Linked DNA regions of Mus musculus: regions 1 and 3 are each linked to region 2. The links are chromatin contacts, called in public HiChIP or PLAC-seq maps. All regions are on one chromosome and are shown on one strand. Each heading gives the region's core, a stretch centred on a gene start, on an enhancer-like site or on the middle of the called end of the contact. The rest is flanking DNA. Distances are from core to core; before and after follow the strand shown.

Region 1 (4,331 bases), core at 1,228-3,727, 600 kb after region 2:
CCACAGATAACAGCATCGAGAGGGTCCTCTTGAGTTTCTAGTTAGTGGTTGGTTCTTAAATGACTTCTGAGGGCTCATGTGTTGAAGGCTTGGTACCCAACTGATAGTGTAGTACGAGGTGGTGGAACCTCGTGAAAAGAAGCTAGGTCACTGGGGCTGTGATGAGGGTGGCTTTCCTCTGCCACATACTCCCCCGAGATGTTCAGCCTCATTTTGTCCATGGGAAAGAACCAAGCAACCATGGGCTGAAGCCATGTGCCAAAAGGATCCTTTCTCTCCGGCTTTCTCTCAAGTCACAGCTATGGAAACCTGACTTACTCATTTTGGGAACACAGACTAGTTCCCTCCCTGCAGCTCAGCACCCATCCCGGGACTGGACTACTTACCCAGCCATCTTCTCTCCTCTTCCTCCCCTCTCCCTGGCTGATCATCTCCAGCTCCTTCCATCCGTGCTCAGGTTCTCCTCTTCTGACCCCCTCACTGTCCCGTCCTTCCTTCTTCCCACACTGATCTCGGAGCAATGCTCACCCCACTGTTAACAGAAACCACCTGGCCTCTTTCTCACAGGCTTCAAGGGACCCTGAAGGTCTGGGCTGTACCTGGGAGTCTGAGTTCCTAACAGATTCCAGGATGAGGCATCTCTGTCCCAGTCCCCTCCTCTGAGTGGTCAGGCCTTCCCATCAGAAGCAGCTGAAGCTTGTTAGAAGCAGGCCTCCTTTTTTTTTTTTCTTTTTTTTGCTATATATATGCTTTAAATAAAATTTGTAAGAATTTCATAGAGGAGTGCTACATGTACAGTAGCTTCACCCCTCCCCTCCCCTCTAATTCTTCTGACCTCTTTTCCTTCTTTCTTTCTTTCTTTCTTTCTTTCAATTGGATATTTTCTTTATTTACATTTCAAATGTTATCCCCTTTCCTGGTTTTCCCTCCGAAAACCACCCTCCCCTGTCCCCTGTCCCCTATCCCTTCCCCCTGCTCACCAACCCACCCACTCCCGCTTCCTGGCCCTGGCATTCCCCCACACTGGAGCACACAGCCTTCATAGGACCAAGGGCTTCTCCTCCCATTGATGTCCGACTAGGCCATCCTCTGCTGCACAGGCAACTGGAGCCATGAGTCCTATCATGCGTGTTCTTTGGTTGGTAGTTTAGAGGCAGGCCTCCTAATCCAATTCTGCCGTTTTAACAGGATCTGCACCTGTAGAGGAGATGCCTCGAAGGTACGCATCCTGGCTGCACATCAGAGTCACCTAAGAAACCGGAAAAAATCCCAACACAGCAGCAGCTGAAATCGACCGCATTCGATGGTATGCATGAAGCATCAGCCACTCTATAGCTTTCCCAGAGATTCCACAGTCAGCCAGGGCTGAGAACCCTGCTTCAGAGACTCCGTGTGATTCCACAGTCAGCCAGGACCGAGATCCCTGCTTCAGAGACTCCGTGTGATTCCAGAGCCGGCCAGGGCTGAGAACCGTGCTTCAGAGACTCCGTGTGCAGGTCTTACCTTTGAGAACACTGCTTAAATCAACAGAGGGCATGCTGTAACCTGGAGCTTCCCTGATCAGTTTCAAGGCCCATTTGTTCTTGGCAGCTGCCTCCACTTCTAATTCGTTTTGCTGTCAGTACAGGACAATGCTTACATATTCTGGGCTGTCCTGATGGCTCAGTGACAAAGAGGCTCCTGGACAAACCTAACATGAGCTTGATCCTTAGAACCCATGTGATAGAAGGAGAGAACTGACTCCTGAAAGCTGTCCTTCACCTTCCAAGCAGGAACTCACACATGCACAGTGGCTTTAAAACAAAACAAAACAAAACAAAACAAAACAAAACAAAACAAAAAACTGAGTGGAATAGGGAGTCTGAGATGGACAAATTATAGATTTTTTAGGAGGGCAAGTAGCTGGGAGTAGGGAAGGTCAGGATGGCAGCATGGATCTGGAATGTATGACAGGTACTTGTGATACTGAGGGAACCTGGAGGCCAGCTGGGCTTTGATACGTCCCTTCTGCCACAGGTCAGAAAAACGACTTTTTTTTTTTTTTTTTTTTTTTTTTTTTTTGGGAAGGGCGACAGATGGGAACCAGTTTCACAAGTTTCTGAGGAATGATGGCTTTTGTTTAACCACCAGAAATCTCATGGTACAGCTTGAGTTCGTTTCTAGACAAATGATCAACCTGAGACCTAACAGTGTCCACTTTTAATCCCAGAAGTGGGGAGGCAGAGGCAGGTGAACCTCTGTAAATTCAAGGCCAGTTTGGTCACATAGAGAGTTCCAAGCCAGCCAGTACTACATAGTGAGACACTGTTTCAAAACACCAAATTGTTACATATGTTGTGACCGATAAGAGAGGGTTGCAGTTTGCCACAGACACCCTGGCAGCTGTCCCTGGATCTTATTTAGCCATCTCTGAGTAAGAGTAGGTTCATTGATTCCAGTACTTACACAAGAGTCTGAGGCAGGAGGATCAATAGTTTGTGACCAGCTTGGGCCAAATAGTAAGGTGTCGTCTCTAAAAATACTGAATGCTTCCCTCTACAGTGCTAGCCCAAATTCTGACTTCATCATAGCCCCGCCTCCACCACCCCTGCTCTATCACCATCTGCCCTAGTGCTGGATTTCTGCCCCTCTGACCTTCAGTATTTCCCTAAACCATTCGGGCCTCTTCTTCCCACAGTCACTAACTGAACCGAGTCTAAGCCTCTGTCCCCTCGCCCACATGGAAGAGCCCATGAAGTCATGGCTGGGCTCTCTGGAAGTTCTCATCTTCTTTTTCTATAGCTGTAAATATTTATTTCACACTATCCACTGGCTACTTGTTAGTTATCACCCATTTTCTAGGCTGCCTTGGTTAGTGTTCTAGTGCTGTGAAGAGACACCACGGCCAAGGCAAGTCTTGTAAAGGAAAGCATTTAATTGGGGCTTGTTTTACAGTTTCTCCATTATCCTCACAAGGGGGAACATAGCATAGCGCACATGCAGGCAGTTGTGGTGGCCGAGAGTTATATATCCAGCTCTATAGGCAGCAGGCAAATAGATCGCCACTAGGCCTGGCCTGGGGTTCTGAAACCCCAAAGCCCATCCTCAGAAACTCATTTCCTCCAACAAGACCACACTTACTAATCCCTGTCAGGAACTATCACTTCCTAACGGCCAAGCCTGAGTCCATGAGGGACATTCCTATTCAAACCACCACATAGTCCTTAGGGAATAGTTTGGTTCCTGAGAGGGACTCAGGAGACTTGGAACTGACAATTTGAAGCAGGACTCTCTCACTAAGGTGCATTTTCAGTGAAGGAAATTCAAACGAAAAGGCCACCTGAGAGGCTCTGTGAAGAGGGCCATGCCTCCTAAAGCCACTTACAATAGGCAGCAGAGGACACATGGCAAGAGCGACCGTGAGGGACGACACAGGAAGGGACGCACAGCAGACAAGGACTTAGACGTGAGGCACCTGAGGACGGCTGCTGCAGTATGTTGGAAACTGTGTGCAAGTCAGATGTGCCTCTGCGATTGATTGTTCTCAAAGCCACATGTAGGTTGTTCCCGCTATATCAGAAACTAAGGATCTGGTATCACAGGGTGTGTGTGTGTGTGTGTGTGTGTGTGTGTGTGTGTGTGTGTGTGTGTGTATACAAGCATGCCTACTCACACATGGGGATAAAAGGACAACTGGAAATTGCCCGTTCTCTCCTTCCAGGGAATCAAACTCAGGTAGGCAGGCTTGGCAGCAGCACATTTATCCACACCTGGAAGACTTACCTCTTATCTTCCTGGAGGAGAGAACTGAGTCAAAAGATATTTTCAGCCAGTGGTGGTACACACACCTTTAATCCCAGTACTCGGGAGGCAGAGGCAGGTGGGTCTCAGAGTTTAAGTCCAGTCTGGTCTACAGAGCAAGTTCCAGACCAGCCAGGGCTACACAGAGAAAACAAGTCTTGAAAAACTGAAAAATTTTTAAAAAAGATATATTCAATATAAGCAGAAATTTATTTAGCAAAGCTAAGCAAAGCAGATACTCCAAAGTTGGATGGCAGTCGGCTGCCCCAAGGCAGGAAGTCGTCCAGGGAGTTCTGCACTGTGGACTGTAGAAGAGTTTTATGGATACTTATGAGGTGGATGATATGATCATGGCGTAAAGTGATCTCTCTTCCTTTCCAAATTGTGGTAGGCCAGATCTCCCTTTTCAGGTCTCTCTTCCCATGAACCTTTTGAAAAGATTACAAAAGGAGGGTACATCAAACCCACAATGCAAGTGATATTATAACCCTGTCGGGTCTTGTGCAGATTCAGTCCCTCTGTTTAGGGCACAGAGGTGAGAGAAAGCCATT
Region 2 (3,889 bases), core at 727-3,226:
ATCACCAATGGGTATTCTGGTGCTTTAGCATAGGTTATGCCTTATGTGCCAGCTCAAGGCACATAAGCCCAGAGAATGCTGGGCTTCTTGAGACATGCCAGCAACTACCTGTGACACAGCACTGATGCAGATGAGGGTTTAGAGGGTTTAGGGTCCAGAGCTGCCCACTTGTAGAGGATCTCTGTTCAGTTTCTCTGCATTGACTGTCATCAGCATGATACTGCGAAACCTTTGACAAATCTGCTTCTAGATCCAGCCTTCTACACAGATCCATCCATATTCCTTTGTTGGTTTTGCTTGTTTGTTTTTCGAGACAGGGTTTCTTTGTATAGTCCATACAGCTTTAATCTCAGCAGGCAGGAGGCAGGAGGCAGGAGGCAGGAGGCAGGAGGCAGGAGGCAGGAGGCAGGAGGCAGGAGGCAGGAGGCAGGAGGCAGGAGGCAGGAGGCAGGAGGCAGGAGGCAGGAGGCAGGCAGATTTCTGTGAATTTGAGACCAGCTGGGTGAATCCCTGTCTCAAAACCAAAAACCACCAAAAAACTGAAAAAACAAACAAACAAAAGCACAACAACAACAAAAAATCCTCAAAAAAGAATAAAAATAATTCACCTTGCTTTATTTTAAATGACCACATACATAGCATAGTATTCCAGTGTGTGGACAAAATGAGATTATGTAATCAGTCCCTTATTGGACATACAAGGGTGATAATCCGTATCCTCAAACCCACCTCAGTGTCTAGCAATAGGGTATTCACACTGTATTCACACTGTATTCACACTGACTACTCTAAAATCTAAGTGGAGTGCTAGACATTTATTAGTACGTGACCCCACTTGGAAATGAGTACATGAATGTTTTAAAGCATCTTTCTTTTTATACCCGGAAATTATCACGTTGTAAATGCGCGTGAAGCATCAGGATGCTTCCACTGTCCAACTGTTCATTGTTCTGCCGCCCAAACATCATAGTTCTGAGCTCCAAGTGCTTTGGGATGCCTCTGACTTTCTGTAAGACAAGTTGGGTGCAGTCTGTAAGTGACCTTTTGTGCTTAGGGACTCTGGAATTGCCCACCAGTCATGGCAAAGGCTTTTCCTTTTATTGAGCAAAGTTCATAGTCAGACAGCGGAAAGCTCTCTTGCTGCCTGAATCCTCAAAACTGAGCTTTGCTGAGTTAAATGACATGTGAGGAATATTTCTGATATAAAAATTGGAAACTTTCAGATACCTCGAACCTTGCTTATCTTTGTAAATACACATGTTCCAATTAAAATAGGTACTGAAACATTTGGGTGGCACTTCAAAACTCCCAATTTAGATTTAATTTAGATTAAAGCACTTATTCTTTTTTAATACAGTTGTAAAATTGATTATTAAAGTCACCTATTGAAGATTGAAAGCACAGGATGTATACTTTCCTTGTGAGACAATCTCATCTTCAATAAGTGTGGTTCTATTAATCAATTAGCTATTAAAATATAACTGCCATATTAAGCCTGACTCATTTGTCATGACAGCTGGTATAATTATAAAAATTATACCTAGCCATTTATACAGCCATAATCTTGCAATAAATATAAATAATTGTCTCTATTAATTCATTTTGAAGGTTCTGTCTATTAATTCTCCAGTTAAGTGGCAATTTGGGGACCTTCATTTAAAATCTTTGTTGTTCGTTCCATCTGACTGCCAGAGTTCCACACGTGTACCTCCCACTGTTGATTTTGGAAACCAATTTATGAATAAAATAGCTTTTTAAGTGCAAATATTTAAAGGGTTGAGGCCCAAGGTCCAAGGCTTTCTGGGGAAGAAGGTAATGAGGGTGCCTGTGTTTGGTCAGGAAGAGGGATGAGCTAGTCGTGACATTCTAGTATTGGGTTGGGGAGAGAGTATGTGGATTTCACTGTGTGAACGTCTCCTAAAGCGTGTGGTGGGGTAACTGTTCATAACTTGATTCTCCACAGGAGTGGATGAGGTCACCATTGTCAACATCCTGACAAACCGCAGCAATGTGCAGAGGCAGGACATTGCCTTCGCCTATCAGAGAAGGACCAAAAAGGTACTGGAACCTTAGTGTGGAGGGCAGGCCTTGTTGAGTTAATGTTCTCAGATATTGCCTGTTCTGTTCTTAATTAATATGTGTGTGTGTGTGTCCCTTGTTTGTGTTGCCCTGCATACCGTAGGGTGGCAGGCCCTAAAGCTTCCAGATGATTCCCCTGTCTTCAATTTCTATCTTGTCACAGAAATGCTGGGGATACCACATCTGGCTTTTTTTTTTTTTTTTTTTTTTTTTTTTTTTTTTTTTTACATTTAGCACCATTACCTGCTAACCCATTCTCCACCCCTACCCCGTCCAACATTACTTTTTCTTTTTGTGAGTTGTGGATCTTCTTTAACCAAAAGGATCCTTCTAGAACTCTTGGATGTCCAAGGTTTCCCTCTTATATCCTTGAGAGGGTTGCTGCTTTCATAGGTACAGCCGTGGGAGGTAGAATGGAAAGGTGACATCCTGGAACACACGAGGGAGGCATTCTGGAATAGACGACAAGGAAGAGAAGCAATGGTCCCACGGGTTATGTGCTGACTCTGTCATTGCTGTGCTTAGGTAGCAACTCACTTCCTCTCATGGCTTCTCTGGCTTCTTCGTCAGATGTTGTGAATGTAATTTCAGAATGGTTTCCTCCACTGGGCGTGAGTCCTAACGTGTGCTTCTCATTTACACTGAGGGGCTGGGGAGACAGCTCTGTTGGTAAAGTGCTTGTCACACAAGCATGAGTATCTGAGTTCAATCTTCAGCATCCACGTTAAAAGAGCTAAATACCCCAGTGCTAGGGACGCTAGATAGGATTCCTGGGGCTCCCCAGACAGTCAATTTAGCTGATTCAGAGAGCTCTAAATCTCACACACACACACACACACACACACACACACACACACACACAGCTTCTTTATCAGATTCATCGTGGCTGAAGTGCTGTGGTCCAGCCTGCTATCTTCAATAGGCTTCGCTCCTAGTGTTTATGGAGTTTTCTGTGTGTGTTTTCCCTTTGCTCGTCCACTCGTGGCTAAAGCAGGCCCCGTCTTGTCCACCTTAGTTTCCCACAGCACTAGGACATTTTACCTTTAAGGATATGCTACTTAATCTCTAACGCTTTGCTATTAAAAGCTTTTGACTTATATTCGGACAGTGCCATCAGGGTGACCTCATGCGGCTCCCGCCTGACTTGAGGCTTTCACTCCCCGCTACAGTAGCATTGACCTGAAAGAATGCCAGGAGAAACTGTGTGTCCCTGGAGTTGGCGTGACCACCAGGTCCTGGGAGTTCCAGGTCAAGCCTGGCTGAAGCTCTGTCCTCCGTGCTCCAAAGCAGTTGGGAAAGGACGTAAATGGGAAAGCAGCTAGCTCCCTTCATCCCACATGCATTACAATTCTCCTTTCACGGGATGACGTGTGTTAATCTTCTGCAGTGAGGCTCAGAAGGGAGTGTTTTATGTCTCTGGCTGTCCCAAAGGATCTGAGAGCTGCAAGAGCCAAGTTCCCGTTGGAACAGGAGATCCACTATTCTGGACTGAAGGAAATAACTGCTCATTCAGTGTGGCCTTGGAACTGTGTGTGCACACTGAGCTTGGCTTCATGTTAGGTAGCTGGAGAACGCAGATCCTGCAGAGCCTGTTGGAGTAAACACATTATTAGAATCATGAGAAGGGTCAGCAAACACACAGGCATTAGCGCGTGCTAAGGACAGCCCACTGCCCTGATGATACTTAATGGTCCAGGGTGATTATCTGTCACAGGAAGATGCCGCAACTGCCTGAGGTAATTTTCTAAAAGGACGTCCTAGTATTGTTTTAGGTGCACTGTTTGTCAAGACTGGTCTGCAGCAGTGGTTC
Region 3 (3,917 bases), core at 158-2,657, 510 kb after region 2:
GCGGGCATTATTTTTTTCTCCATTTTATAGGTAAGTCACAGAGCTCTTAACTCTCTGCCAACAGAGAACAAATCTAAACTGTATCTCTAAAGAACTGTGTTTTGGATCCATTTAAAATAGTTTTGACTTCACCATTCCTTTTAGGAGTAATAGGCTTGCCCAAATAGTTACCTACTAGCTCTCTGGACAGGTTGAGCACGTTCAACTTCTAAGAGGGATGACCTTGCCCTCCAAAATAACAGCCCCTTGAAGCTGCTTAAAAGGACAGCTCATAGACGGAAGCCATTCAAAAAAATTGTTAATGGCCCACACAGAAAAGTACAGAAGTTGAGATCTTTTGAGAATTTTTTATTGGTTATTTTATTTATTGACATTTCAAATGTTATCCCCTTCCCAGTTTCCTCTCCACAAACCTCTTATCCCCTCCTCCCCCTTTTTGAGGATTTTTTTTTTTTACGACAGCCAATTTTAGGACTGTTGACTGTGATAATAAAATATTTTACATTTACTGACTTCACTTTTATTTTCATTTTTTCTACGTCATCAAGATAGGACCCACAAATAACTGGGAAAAGCATGTTTTAAAGCAATAGTTCTAAACTTTCCTAAAGCTGGGACCCTTTAGTACAGTTCCTCATGTTGTGGAGACCCCCAACCACAAAATTACTCCGTTGCAACTTCAGAACAGTAATATTGCTACAGTCGTGAATCGTAATGAAATTTCCTATGATCTCGGGACCTTCGGAAGGTCCGGAGTTCAAATCCCAGCAACCACATGGTGGGAACGGAAAGTTCAGATAATAGAGTGCCTACCTAGCAGCAGTCAGGAAGCCCTAAGTTGTCTCTATCTCTACCACAATGTGGTAACAATCATGTAGATAATCTCAGCTCTCTGGAGACTGGGGCAGGAAAATTAGTTTTCAAGGTTATTTCAGATACACTGGAAGGAATTCAAGGCCAACTCGGAACACAGGAGAGGAGTCTGGGGAGGAGAGGGGTGGGGTACTTATTACTCTCTCAGAAGCATTACTGGAGAGAAAAACTATTCACGTCGGAAAATTCTATCAAAGTAGATTCTTCTAGGACCTGGCTATCGTACATAAGACATCGACTATTTTTCACCCCCTTTTCATTCACTCTGTAATATAGTTAATATAATGTCAAGTAAAGGAAAACAGAGAGAAACGAATAGCTCTTTCAAGACAGCGAGGTTAGGTCCCTACAGTAACGTTAAGTGCGTGAGCCTTAGAAAGCTGCGCCCTCCTCCTCCCTCGCCAGCAGCAAGCCAAAGCCTTAGCTGGCCCGGGACAGAAGGGCTCACGGCTGCGCATGCGCAGAGAGGAAGCCCGCCGAGGATTTTAGGAAAACGCCCCGCCCCCGCTTCCTCCCTCGGCCGCGCCCGGCGCCGGTCCGGAGGTGGTCACTTCCGCCGGGGCGTACGCACTGAATCCGGGTCAGCTGCAGCCGCCCGGACTGCAACTAAGATCGTCCGGGAAAAGCTGGGCCCCGTCTCCACAGCCGACCAAGGGCAGCGGGCTCTGCCCGGCGCCGCTTTCTGCGACCTGGCCGTCAGCCCCACGTCGCCGGCCTGGAGGGGCAAAGAGGACGAGGGGGCCGCGGCTTCCTCCGGGGTGAGCACGGCTTGGGTAGCGGGCCGGGCTACGGCACAGCCGGAGGGCTGCGGGAGGATCGGCCAGGCCAGGCGGGGGTGGCGGCCGTGGACTGGCGCGTTCGCGTTCCGGGTCCGAGCGCTGCCGGGCCCCGCCCTGCCTCGGACGCTGGTGCCAGGCTCTCGCCCCCTTCCTTTTTCCGTCTGTGGCCCGAAAGCCTGGAGCGGAACCTCCCGGTTCCTGGCTTCCCCTAGCCTCGTTTGTTCCGTGTTCCTAACCGGCGTCAGTCCAGAGCAGAACAAAGAAACTTGGGCGTGTAGTGCACCCCATAGCCTCGGGGGGATGGACGCAGACAGCATACACAGACAGCATCCTATAAGTCATCAGGGCTCTCTTGAACCTTCCTGAGTGTGATATCCTATTGTAGGGTGTGTACGTCAATGCCTGATCCTTGGCTGTTCTCAGACACTTAACCTCTTCATTTAAATACCGGCTAGGATGCTTTGGATTGCTGTATGCATGCGATGCCACTGGAGAATTCTTCCTAAGTCTGTTCACGTTCAAGCAGAAACTTATTTGGATCTATATTACGTTACTTCGAAACTTCCTTTGTCCTAGGAACTCTATGAGGACACAACTTTTGCAGTGTTTATCAAAGTATTTCTATAAAAGTGCCTTTCATCTGCAATTGCATCTTAGTATTGCTTTCTTTTGCGTCACTTTTAATTAGGATGTTTTCCCTTATACTTGAATTCCCATCTTCAATGAAATGCACGTTTTCTTATGATTTATTAGAATCCTTTAATTGTAGAGGGTTTTTTTTCTCAAAGGTTTTTTTTTTTTAATGTGTCTTGTCATGTGGTATAGGCGACTGCAGAGGGCATCGGAACCCCTGGAGCTGCTAGCATTATAGGCTGTTGTGGTGGGAACCGAAATAGGCTCCTGTGAAGAGCAGCAAGCATGCTTAACTACTGACCCACTCCTCTAGCCTTCACTTGTAGAAACTCTGTAATTCATGAGTGGGTGTTCCTTCAAAGTTAGAGTTGAAGTTATCTAGTTTAGTTACCCATACATGAAGTTACCAATGTTTGGTTGCCTCGCACATTATTTTTTTGGCTTGGTTCTTAATCAATCTCTATCTCTCAATGCCATTCTTAGGTCTTTTCTAACTTGCTGGACTAGGAAATGTGACATGTGCATAGCGTAGGGACTGAATTACCATAAACCAACATACTTACATCTTTAGGCATCGCAGGACCTTTCACCCTTAAGTATAACCACATTTGGTTTTACAGACAGGTTTGTTATAGATCTGGGGATCAGGACATAGGGTCTGTCTTTTGCCTCTTGTCTAAGCTAAATGGCTAATGACATTGCATTCGACCTCACTGTCTTAGTTTGGGGTTTACTGCTGTGAACAGACACCATGACCAAGGCAAGTCTTATAAAAAAACAACATTTTAATTGGGGCTGGCTTACAGGTCCAGAGGTTCAGTACATTATCATCAAGGTGGGAGCATGACAGTATCCAGGCAGACATGGCACAGGCAGAACTGAGAGTTCTACATCTTCATTCCAAAGGCTGCTAGTAGAAGACTTCCCAGGCAACTAGGGTGAGGGTCTTAAGACCACACCCACAGTGACACACCTATTCCAACAAGGCCACACCTCCAAATGGTGCCACTCCCTGGTCCAAGAATATACAAACCACGACACTCACACCTGTTGGGCACTGACGCTCTAACTACTCATTAGTTTTTAATGGGTAGAGAAGTAAAGGTGAAATACTCTTTGGGGCAGTGGTCCTGATTGTTCTCTCTGTAGCGATGAGAGAAGGGGACATCTGAGAACAAAAGGCTATGTTTCTAGACCAAGAGTGGCTTCGGCTGGCAGTATTCAAGGTCTTATGCTAAGATTACATCCTACGAAGCAAGCAAGCAAGCAAGCAATATCACAGATAGTCCTGACTTGGCATTATAACCAGCTTCTAACAAGCAGACTGTTTGAGATCAGGTGTTAGAGTTTGGTCTACTTAAAGGTGCCAACACATCTCTAATACCTTCTGCATACTGATAGTTTAATAAATGTATTCTAGGTGTTTAGCCTATGCTATGTTTTTAACAGTTCTGAGAGAAGTTAGCACCATTCTAGTTTGCTGGTTGTGTGTGTGCACATGTGTGAACGTTGCTGTGGAAGCATTTTGTTCTTGAAAGCCCTACATGATCATACTAAGGGAGATAGCTCAGTCTGTAAGGGCACTTGTCTAGAAAGCCTGAACCCCTGAGTTTGACTCCCAGAGCCCACATA

What was found. HiChIP or PLAC-seq counts read pairs in DNA pulled down with a chosen protein or histone mark.
Region 1: an HNF4G HiChIP or PLAC-seq map of pancreatic cancer cells shows a contact between it and region 2. The contact joins two enhancer-like sites.
Region 3: an HNF4G HiChIP or PLAC-seq map of pancreatic cancer cells shows a contact between it and region 2. The contact joins the promoter of Bnip2 here to the enhancer-like site in region 2. A contact is called at or near these places in 1 of 15 datasets of contacts at CTCF or cohesin (the NIH/3T3 cell line), 11 of 115 datasets of contacts at active chromatin or transcription factors (CD8 T cells, acute myeloid leukemia, astrocytes and 8 more) and 2 of 9 other capture datasets (adipose tissue and embryonic stem cells).

Annotation. Positions count from the first base shown.
Region 1 is chr9:70,075,809-70,080,139 of GRCm38.p6, forward strand. Gm39369 (a long non-coding RNA gene) reads right to left here. Exons shown (of 3, transcript XR_870892.2): 3 at 3,983-4,208. Among named protein-coding and RNA genes, the nearest start is that of Gm39369, 5.1 kb to the right of the region's middle. Within about 2 kb of position 2,478, at least 30 of the 459 cell types and tissues checked have an H3K27ac peak or open chromatin away from gene starts, as enhancers often do. A contact at or near this core is called in pancreatic cancer cells, where this site is marked.
Region 2 is chr9:69,474,090-69,477,978 of GRCm38.p6, forward strand. Anxa2 (annexin A2) reads left to right here. Exons shown (of 13, transcript NM_007585.3): 4 at 1,964-2,058. Among named protein-coding and RNA genes, the nearest start is that of Mir3109, 19 kb to the left of the region's middle. Within about 2 kb of position 1,977, at least 67 of the 459 cell types and tissues checked have an H3K27ac peak or open chromatin away from gene starts, as enhancers often do. A contact at or near this core is called in adipose tissue, astrocytes and pancreatic cancer cells, where this site is marked.
Region 3 is chr9:69,988,059-69,991,975 of GRCm38.p6, forward strand. Bnip2 (BCL2/adenovirus E1B interacting protein 2) reads left to right here and starts at 1,408. Exons shown (of 11, transcript NM_016787.4): 1 at 1,408-1,631.